2 separate regions of the Gossypium arboreum genome follow, and region 1 is linked to region 2. The links are chromatin contacts, called in public Hi-C maps. All regions are on one chromosome and are shown on one strand. The core of a region is the stretch at or near the end of the contact, and the rest is flanking DNA. Distances in the headings are between cores, read along the strand shown. Region 1 holds the start of LOC108458056. Region 2 holds the start of LOC108460663 (E3 ubiquitin-protein ligase RING1).

The links. A called contact is a pair of places that touch in the nucleus more often than the background predicts.
Region 1: a contact with region 2 is called in a Hi-C map of leaf, with 3 times the contacts expected there. The contact joins the promoter of LOC108458056 here to the promoter of LOC108460663 in region 2. A contact is called at or near these places in 2 of 5 Hi-C or Micro-C datasets (both in leaf).

The regions. Positions count from the first base shown.
Region 1 is chr4:116,538,838-116,543,687 of ASM2569848v2, forward strand. It overlaps LOC108458056, which reads left to right and starts at 3,592. Exons shown (of 4, transcript XM_017757295.2): 1 at 3,592-4,104. The coding sequence starts at 3,712.
Region 2 is chr4:116,253,157-116,257,720 of ASM2569848v2, forward strand. LOC108460663 (E3 ubiquitin-protein ligase RING1) reads left to right here and starts at 3,089. Exons shown (of 4, transcript XR_008281276.1): 1 at 3,089-3,794; 2 at 3,886-4,238.

The DNA.
Region 1 (4,850 bases), core at 2,342-4,841, 290 kb after region 2:
TTTCATATTTCATCCATTTAATTCTTTAATACAAAAGACATGAAATGCCCATCATAGAACATTTACCTAAACCATTATCATGGAACATTTACCTAACCCATTATCATGGAATATTTACCTAATCCATTATCATGGAACATTTACCTAACTCATTATCATGGAATATTTACCTAATCCATTATCATGGAACATTTACCTAACCCATTATCAATTTGTACCATGAATTATGGATATCAAGTGCTCATATTGTCTACAACAACATGATGGCTAGCCACTTCATGTAAAATGGGAGGTTTGTCATGCAAATCCTCCTATTTTTCACTCCTATTTATTTGGCCATTTCAATTTAGCCTATAGCATTTTCAAACATTTTCACATAGGTCCTATTTCATAATTTCACTCACAAATGACAAAATCAAAGCATGAAATTTTGCCAACATTTACAGAATTCCCGAAAATTGGGGCGTTACAACGTCGTTTCGGAGGGCTATAAATAGGTCTATTTTCAGAAAAAAAATCATTTGTGAGGGGAAAAAAGAAAAAAAAGAAAGAGAAGAAGAGAGAAAAAAAGAGAGGAGGGAGAAGGGAAGGATTCCGGCCAGCGGTCGGTCACCGTCCGGTCATCGGACCGTCGTTTAACCTGCTCACTCTAGTACAGTGGTAGGAAATGCAAAAGGTCGATTTTTTGTTTTTTTGTTATATTTTTTTGTATTATATCTTTGTATATTTGGTGTCTTTTTAATAAATGTGTATGCAAAAACGAACCTAAAACAGTAACTAAAATAATAGAATCACCTTAGACTTTTCTCACTTTTGAATCTTCAATCTTTGGTATTCGGTTTGCTTGGATGTTGTTCTTGTATTCAAATGCTGATTGGATTGCTTATTTTTGCTCTGGAATCGAATATTTTTCTTATTTCTTTTTGTTTTTTTTAAACTGCCGAACCCTTTTTACAATTTTTGATTCGGGTTTTATAACCCTTTTTTCTCTATTTTCCTATTGTTTCTGTCTTGTCTGCCTTACTGATTGCAGGGGATGGGCATGGGAGGTGACCGGTGGTGCAGGGAATGGTGCTGGTGTCAGAAGGCAGGTAGGCAAGTAGGGAGGCTAATTCGGCGCTGAATGCTAGGGTTAGGTATTTTCTGTTTTGGGTTTGAGGTTTCAAGTGGGTTTGGGTAGTTGGGCTGATGGTTCTAAATGTATTTGGGCTGAGGGTGGGTTAGATGGTTTAAGGGGTTTAATGTATTGGGTTTATTTGTTGGGTCAAAATTGGGTAAGTTAGTTGTAATGTATTTGGCTGATGGGTTATTTTGTTTTGGGTTTTATTGGTTTAATGTAAATGGGTAATGAGTAAAATTAGGCTATAACACCTATATTAGTGTCTCTTTCAAATTTGAAGCTTTTAATAGAAAGTTAACAAGTAATCGAGCTTCTAAAATTTATTTCCTTATTGTAGACGCAAAGACTCAAACATAGGACAAGAAGATATACAGAAGCTTAACTCACGTACCATTCTAGAGATAGGTTTTATACATTCTATTAATTTAGTCTTATTCTTAAAATTTAAAATTAAAAAACTTATTAAAAATAAAAATTATTTAAAATTTTATTTTTGATAATAACACATAAGATTTTATAAAATACATACAAATTTATAAATAAATGAATACCCAACTTTCTCTCTGTCTAACATGAAATTATCTATTGAAATAATAATTTGATAAATAAAATAATTTTTAAAACCCCACAAAACTTAAAAGTATATTCAAATTTCCTTTTTCAATTTTATTTTATAAATATTAATTTAGTTGTTATGCCTTTAGTCTTGTTCATTAGTACTCGCCAAATTTGTTGAGTGTTGGGAATCCCCTTTGCCAACAATCACTGACACCAATAATCCTTACGCTGGACCCATTTATTTTCACATCTTCCTTTGTTGCGCCATCTAATTAGGAATTAGTTGTGGAGTTGTCAACATAGCCTTCCACCTACTTGGCCTCTAAAACTTCATCCTCGCTTATATATCCCTAATTTTGCCGCATCCTCAAACTCAACATACTCTCTAGGCAACAAACTAAAGACTTCGATTCTTATCCTTTTCAACCTCATGCTATAGTTTTTGACCCAACATGAATATGTTGGTCATTAATGTTGAAAAAAGAAAAAGTTGCTTAAGTTTTCTTCATGGTTTATTTCCTTAATTTGTTTTATTTATAAAATTATTATTTTAATAAATAAATGTCATTTTAGAAAATGAGAAAATTAGTTATTTATTTATAAATATTTTATAACTTTATATGTATTTTATTAAAAAATTTAAATATAGTTTTGTTTTTAAAGTTTATTAAAAATTTAATTTCTAAAAATCAATATTAAATTGATAGGATGTGTAAAGTTCTTGGTTGCATTTATCAACTTTTTAATAATTAAGATTAAATTTATAAAATCTCTAAATATTGGAGGGATAATTTTATTATTATACCAATAAAAAAATCAAATCAACATTCCATTTGAGATTTAATGGAAATAAACTAATAGTTGAATCACTATTTATAAAATTTACCCACAGTTTTTCCAAAGATAAAACAGTTGTCGTTTAATTTTCAGTAACCCTAAAATCCCAAAGCTTCTCTTCTTCTAACACAGTGACATCACTAATTTAAACAACAGTAAACTACACCACCAGTCACCTATTTTTTTTTTCACTCAACTATCAACTTTTTTTATTTGTTCATCTAACTAATCGAGATTTCTGTTGGTCCCTTTCTATTAAGTGTCGTTGATGGGTGGGTGAATTGGCTGTTAAAAAATTGATATAATAACATATTTAACCCTTAATTTTTATATATTATATTAAATTAATCATAATTTTTAAAATAATCCTAAAAATTTAAAAATAATTTCAATTTGATCCTCAAAATTTACCTTTCTTTTTCGACTTGTCCCACCGCCACTATCATTGTTGCCTCCACCTCTAGTTTCACCTTTCTCCTGTTTGGTTTATACAGAGTTTGGTGGAGCCTCGCCCCATTTGGGGACAGAGTTGCATAAACAGTAAATTAATAACAATATTAATATCTCAGCAATTAGAAGATTGCAATTGATTGTTAATTTATTGCCCAGTTGTAAGAAACAACCTTTTTCCAATTTTCTTTATTTATTATAAAGCATGGTCATCTTCATAATCAGTTGCCCCACTTGGAGGAGGAGGTGGATGGTAGTGGTGTGGGGGAAGCGAAAGAGGAAGGTAAGTTTTGAGGATCAAATTGAGATTATTTATAAATTTTGAAGGTTAATTTTTTAAAATTATGACTAAATTGACATAAAATGTAAAAATTGAGGGATAAATTTATTCTTATATTAATTTTTCAATTGCCATGTTACTCTCCTGTCAATCGCACTTAACGGAAATGGACAAAAGAGAACAATCTCGATTAGTTGAGTGACCAAATTTAATAAATTGATAGTTAGGTGACCAAAAGAGAAAAGGGGTAATAGTTGGGTAACCAAATTAAAAAAATTGGTAATTGGGTGACCAAAAAGGAAAAGGACAATAGTTGGCTGACCTGTGTTGCAGTTTACCCTTTAAATCAAAATTTCCCACAAGCTAGGTCACTTTTTTATGAAACGAAACCCTAGATCACAACCGTAACACATGATCAAAATTTCCCAATTCGATTGAAAGCCCCGAAACCCTAACAGTTTTTGCAATGATTAGAAGAATACTCCCTTCAATATCCTCAGTTTCTTCTCATTTCCTCAAGACCAAACCCATCTGCAGCCCATCACCACTCCACCATTTCCATTCCCTGCAATCTCTCCAATGTTCCAACCCCATTAGCAAAAATGGGTCATTATGGTTTCAGGGTATTAGGTCTTATAGTCTTTTGAGCTTGAATGATCTGAAAGACAATGTTCCCAGAAAACAGAAGACGAGGAAAGGGAGAGGGATTGGGTCTGGTAAAGGAAAAACGGCTGGGAGAGGACATAAAGGACAGAAAGCTAGAGGTAATGGCAAGTTGGGATTTGAAGGAGGGCAGACCCCTATGCGGCGGCGTTTGCCTAAACGCGGCTTTAAGAACCCTTTCAGCCTCACTTTTCAAGTACCATTTTTCTTTATTTTTTCTTAGATATTTTGTAAATCTGAAGGGATACTTTTCTTTCTAGAAGTTTTCTTTCGTTGCCTTTATATGAATTATATGTTGAATTAATGTCTCCTTTCTCATGGCTTATGTATTATGTTTATTTGATACTGAAAATATGCAATTTCAAATATACATGTATATATGTAAATGTTGGAATTTCCTATATGGATGGTAACTAGTGAATTTGTAAGTGAAATGCAAGTTCTTGCCGTAGTCCATTTTTGTGGGGAGAAAGTATTAAGAGTAGAAAACATGCGCATTATTATGGTTGTTCCTTGCTACAGTGTTTCTCTTGACTTGTGTATTATGTTTATTTGAAGAAAGGGAATTGTATGTAAATGTTGAAGTTTGCTAATTGGTTGGTAACTAGTGCATTTGTGAGTGAAATGCTAGTTCTTGCTTTCTCCTTTGGGGGAATGAATTAAGAGTAGAAAACATGGCACATTATCATGGTTGTTCCTTGCTACACTTTTCTACTTGGCCAAAAGATGAAAATGAATCAGCTAGACCAGGATTTCTACACACTTTATCAATCCGCACCTCAATGCGATTGCATGTTGAGCTTATTTTACTCATAAGTTAGAAAGGAAGGAGAATCATTTTCTCATAGTTTTCACATTTTGAGGTTTGATCTATCATTGCTGCTGGATATTGGGATATGTATTTTGATTCTCCTATAACCATCTTACAAGCTGATGTTTCTT
Region 2 (4,564 bases), core at 1,839-4,338:
ATTTTATTGCCCTCAAACTCTAATACTACTTTCACCAATATCATCTTTTTCCATTCAATTTCGTCTGTCTTTTCTAATTTTTATTCTCAATCTCTTTTACTTTCAATTTTCTAGTCTCTTGGCTTCTAAAAAATTCTAAATTATTTTCTTTACAGTTATAAATTATTTATAGCAAAATATTTAACAAAATAAATTTAACATTATTAAACTAAACAAAATAATTTAGAATATATAATCTTAAATTATTAATAAATTAATTTTAAAATAATTACAAACACAAAAATTTATCAAATAATTTTAAATTACTAACAATCTAATTTTAAAATAATTATAAAAATTACTAAATTTTTTCTTCTTTCTTTCTTTCTTGCTTCACATTCTTCATTGCTTCACTGCACGGTCAATGGGGTGTGGCGCCCCTGCATCAGGCACCACATGTGGCGCCTACAGGTTACGGGCGACCGGTTTTTAACCCAAATTTTTTTTAAAATATAATAATAATAATAATAATAATAATAAAATATTAAAAAAAAATTATTAATAAAAAAATATGTCGCGCCTATCAGGTAGGCGCGACTAAAAAAAAGTAACCTATTTTGTAAATAATTTATCTAACAATCTATTTTCGTATATAATAATTTTTTTATATCATATTTGTAAAAAACCCAAGATCACCTGATATATGTTTTTCATGTACTCGGATTGACCATTCATTTAAATTTGCTAGCCATTTTTGAATCTAGTCGTAAAAAGGTGTATGGTGAGAGCATTGTCTTTATCATGGTGAGGCCATAAAGTTTCAGAAACTTCTAATCAGGAATTGAAGATTGAAAGATTACATTGAATGTATTGAAAAGAAATGGTCTAATTGTATAGGCATATGTGCACCTGGTAGCATTAAAGAATGTGATGATGGATATGACCAATGATGGGACGAAAGAGCGCCAGTTGGCTTCTACGGGTTGGAGGAGAGGGTGATAGACCTAGACCACTGCAAAGGCCCCTAAAAATTATATAGAAAATAACTTAGGAAAAGGCCTACTTAGACCCAGTTCTGATAGAAGAGGGCTTTATCAGCACCGAAGTCATGATCCACTTTGAACAAAACATAGGTGAAGTTAAAGTAGGAGTTTGGGGCTGCCCAAGAAAGGCAGACCTGAAAACAGAAAAGTTACTTTCCTCTTTATTCTATAACCCATTGGCTGAAGGTGTAGAGATTAGACTTGGATTATGGATTGTGTTAAGTTTTGATTGAGTCATGTAAAATTTTAAATTTAATTTTTAAGCTCAAGCTCAGCATAATTTAAAAAATGGATTTAAAATTTTATTATAAGTTTGACTCAAATTAAAAATATTAAATTCGATCTTGAGCTTGTTTCACTCATATTAAATTTTTAAATTATTCTTTTATATAAAGTAAATTTTAAAAATATAATACATCTAATACATTAAAATATTAAAATAAATATTTTTAATAAATTGAAAATATATTAAAAAAATTAAGATAGTTGCAACTTAACAAGGAAATGCCTCTAAAATAACAGCAAAATTAATAATAAAATAAGATTTATATAATATTCAAATAATAATAAGAAAATATAGCAATATAACAACAAAATGGTAGCAAAACAACAACAAAACAATAGATTCAGGTCAGGCCAAGCCAAAAATAAAAAAATTTTATCTGAAACTTGACTCGTTTAAAAACATGCATTATTTTTTGCCTAAACCGATTTTTTGAACTTGCATTTTTGGCCAACCTTTTTACCATTCAAGCGGACCTTTGGACTTCGGATCGGGTCTAGCGAAAATCTTAGAGTTGGGTAGGAGGAAATGAGTCAAGATATTGCTACAAATCAAAAGAGATTCTAGAAAAGGTAGAGAAGGAACACATTTGATGGGCTATGCCCAAGGAAATTGAACTCATGAAACATTAGTTAAGTTGTTTGAGAGGAGGTGATGGAATGAAGCTAATCGAGCTACCACTACAAGAATAAGAAAGAAGGACCGAGGGGGTTGAGGAAGGTGGGACTTCCTCAAAGGAAAGATTTGTGCTGAAATTTGATTGATTCATTCAGGGGTAGGATCAAGACCTTGACTGAAGCAATAATCATGTAGCCTGTTTGTTTGATGGGTTGATGGCTGATTAGAGTTAGTGGTCAGTCGATCCAACGTTTAAAGTATAACAACGATAGCTACTTGTATTGCTTAAAAGTTGTCTTAGGTTAAGGTTCTTGTAACTTCCCCTATGCGGTGTTTATGCTTAATTTCTTTGTCGTTTTTAAGGTCAACTTATTTGTATTTTTGGAGCATGTATTTGCAATGGTTATACGGGTATGGGTGGTTTCATTAGTCTAGTAAGCAAGACCTAACATTGTCGACCCACCTAACGATTTTAGGTGGTTGAGCCCGGCATTGGCATGACCTTAAGCTAGTTTCTCTAGTTATCAACCATGAAAAGACTTTATAACCATTAACTATCTTTAGAAGATTAATTGATTACATTTATTATCTGGGACTAATCACACTTATGTGATTATTTTTTTTTACAACTCACACGTTAATGGTAGGAGTAAATCACTTTTACTACTTGCACCACTAGCAAGCGATTTTTAATATATTAGATTCAAGTTGTCCATATAGTAATTATATTTTCGTATTTTTTTAGTGCAATTCATATATCATTGATTAGAATAAAACATTTTTATCACGCACACCATTAACAAGCAATTTTTAAATTCCATCTCAGAATATAATTATAGAGCTTACAACTTTAACCAATTGACTAAATGTTAAGTCTCTATTTTTTGAGACAATACTTAAATAAATTATAACTCGTTCATGACCTTTAAATTAAAAGATAATAGTTGTTTTAAATTTGTATATTTTATATATTAAGATAAGTAATAATGTCAATTAAATTAAAATTTAATCGAACATTTAATATACAAATTAATAATGAGATAATTAAAAATTTAATTAAAATATTTTGAGGGTGGGCACAATTTAAAATTTGTTGGCTAAGAAATTAGATTGTAGTAGTGAATAGTGACCATCAAATACCCTCTAATTATTTAAAAAGTAATTAATTAAACTTGGTATAGCTTCTAGAAGCCTCTAAAAAGAGAAAATTGATCTCCCTAAAAGACCACCTTCGATACACATATCCTTTTCCTCTCTGGCTTTTCCGTCCAAAACAATTCTAAAAGGTGAAACATGTCGTCCGACGGGAACGTCACCGGCGGCGGCGGCGCTAACACCGTCGGCGTAACCAATAAGCCTTTCTTTTGCTACCAATGCAGCCGTACCGTTAACATAACAATATCCCCTCCCTCTTCTGATCCGACTTGTCCCATTTGCAACGAGGGTTTCCTCGAAGAATACGACAACCCAAACCCTAATCAAGGCTCCGGTTTCCTAAACCCGAATCCGAACTCAATCCCGTTCCATGACCCTTTCTTGACGTTATCGGATCCGTTCGCTTCCCTCCTTCCGCTCCTTTTTCCGTCCTCTTCATCCACAACTACCTCATCCTCTGCTTCTATTGACCCTAATAACCCTAGCCTATCTGGGCCGACCCGCTCAGGTCGAGGCGACCCGTTCGCTTTCGATCCGTTTACCTTCATCCAGAATCATCTCAACGATCTGCGTTCAAGCGGGGCGCAGATCGAGTTCGTGATCCAGAACAATCCGTCCGACCAGGGCTTTCGGCTTCCGGCGAACATCGGGGATTATTTCATCGGACCGGGCCTTGAGCAATTGATCCAGCAGCTGGCCGAAAACGACCCTAACCGGTATGGGACCCCACCCGCATCTAAATCAGCCATTGAAGCGCTGCCTTTGGTGAATATAACGAAGAGTAACTTGAATTCGGAGTTCAACCAGTGTGCAGTTTGCATGGACGATTTCGAGGAAGGGACTGAAGCCAAGCAGATGCCCTGTAAGCATCTTTATCATAAGGATTGCTTATTGCCGTGGCTGGAATTGCATAATTCGTGCCCCGTGTGTCGTCACGAGCTGCCTACTGATGATCCTGATTATGAGAGGAGGGTTCGCGGGGCACAAGGGACCAGTGGAGGTAATGACGGTGATAATAGTGGGCAGAGGTCTGATGGGGATAATCGGACTGTCGAGAGGAGTTTTAGGATATCGCTGCCTTGGCCGTTTCAGGCTCGGGGACCTGGACCTGCACCAGGTGATAATGCAGAGACGAGGCAAGAAGATTTGGATTGAGAATTGTGAGTATCTTTATTCCGTTTTAACAATTGTATGCATTATGATACCCTTTTTTCTAGTGCGATCTTGATAATTTTGGTGTTTCTAAAAGTTGGGATTTTAGTTCAATTTATTGCGAATCAAATTTAGTGTTGAATGATGATCAAATGAATTTACGAGCTAATATAGTGAAGCTTTTCATCCGAGTTTTGGGTATTCCAAGGTCATGAGGAATCTGGAGAAGAAAATGAGAAGGCCTGCTAAGCATGACAAATTATCGAATTTTCATGCATGTTATGAAGCTCTTTTATTGCCTTAGGATCTTGCAGCATTTGATCAGCAAATGAAA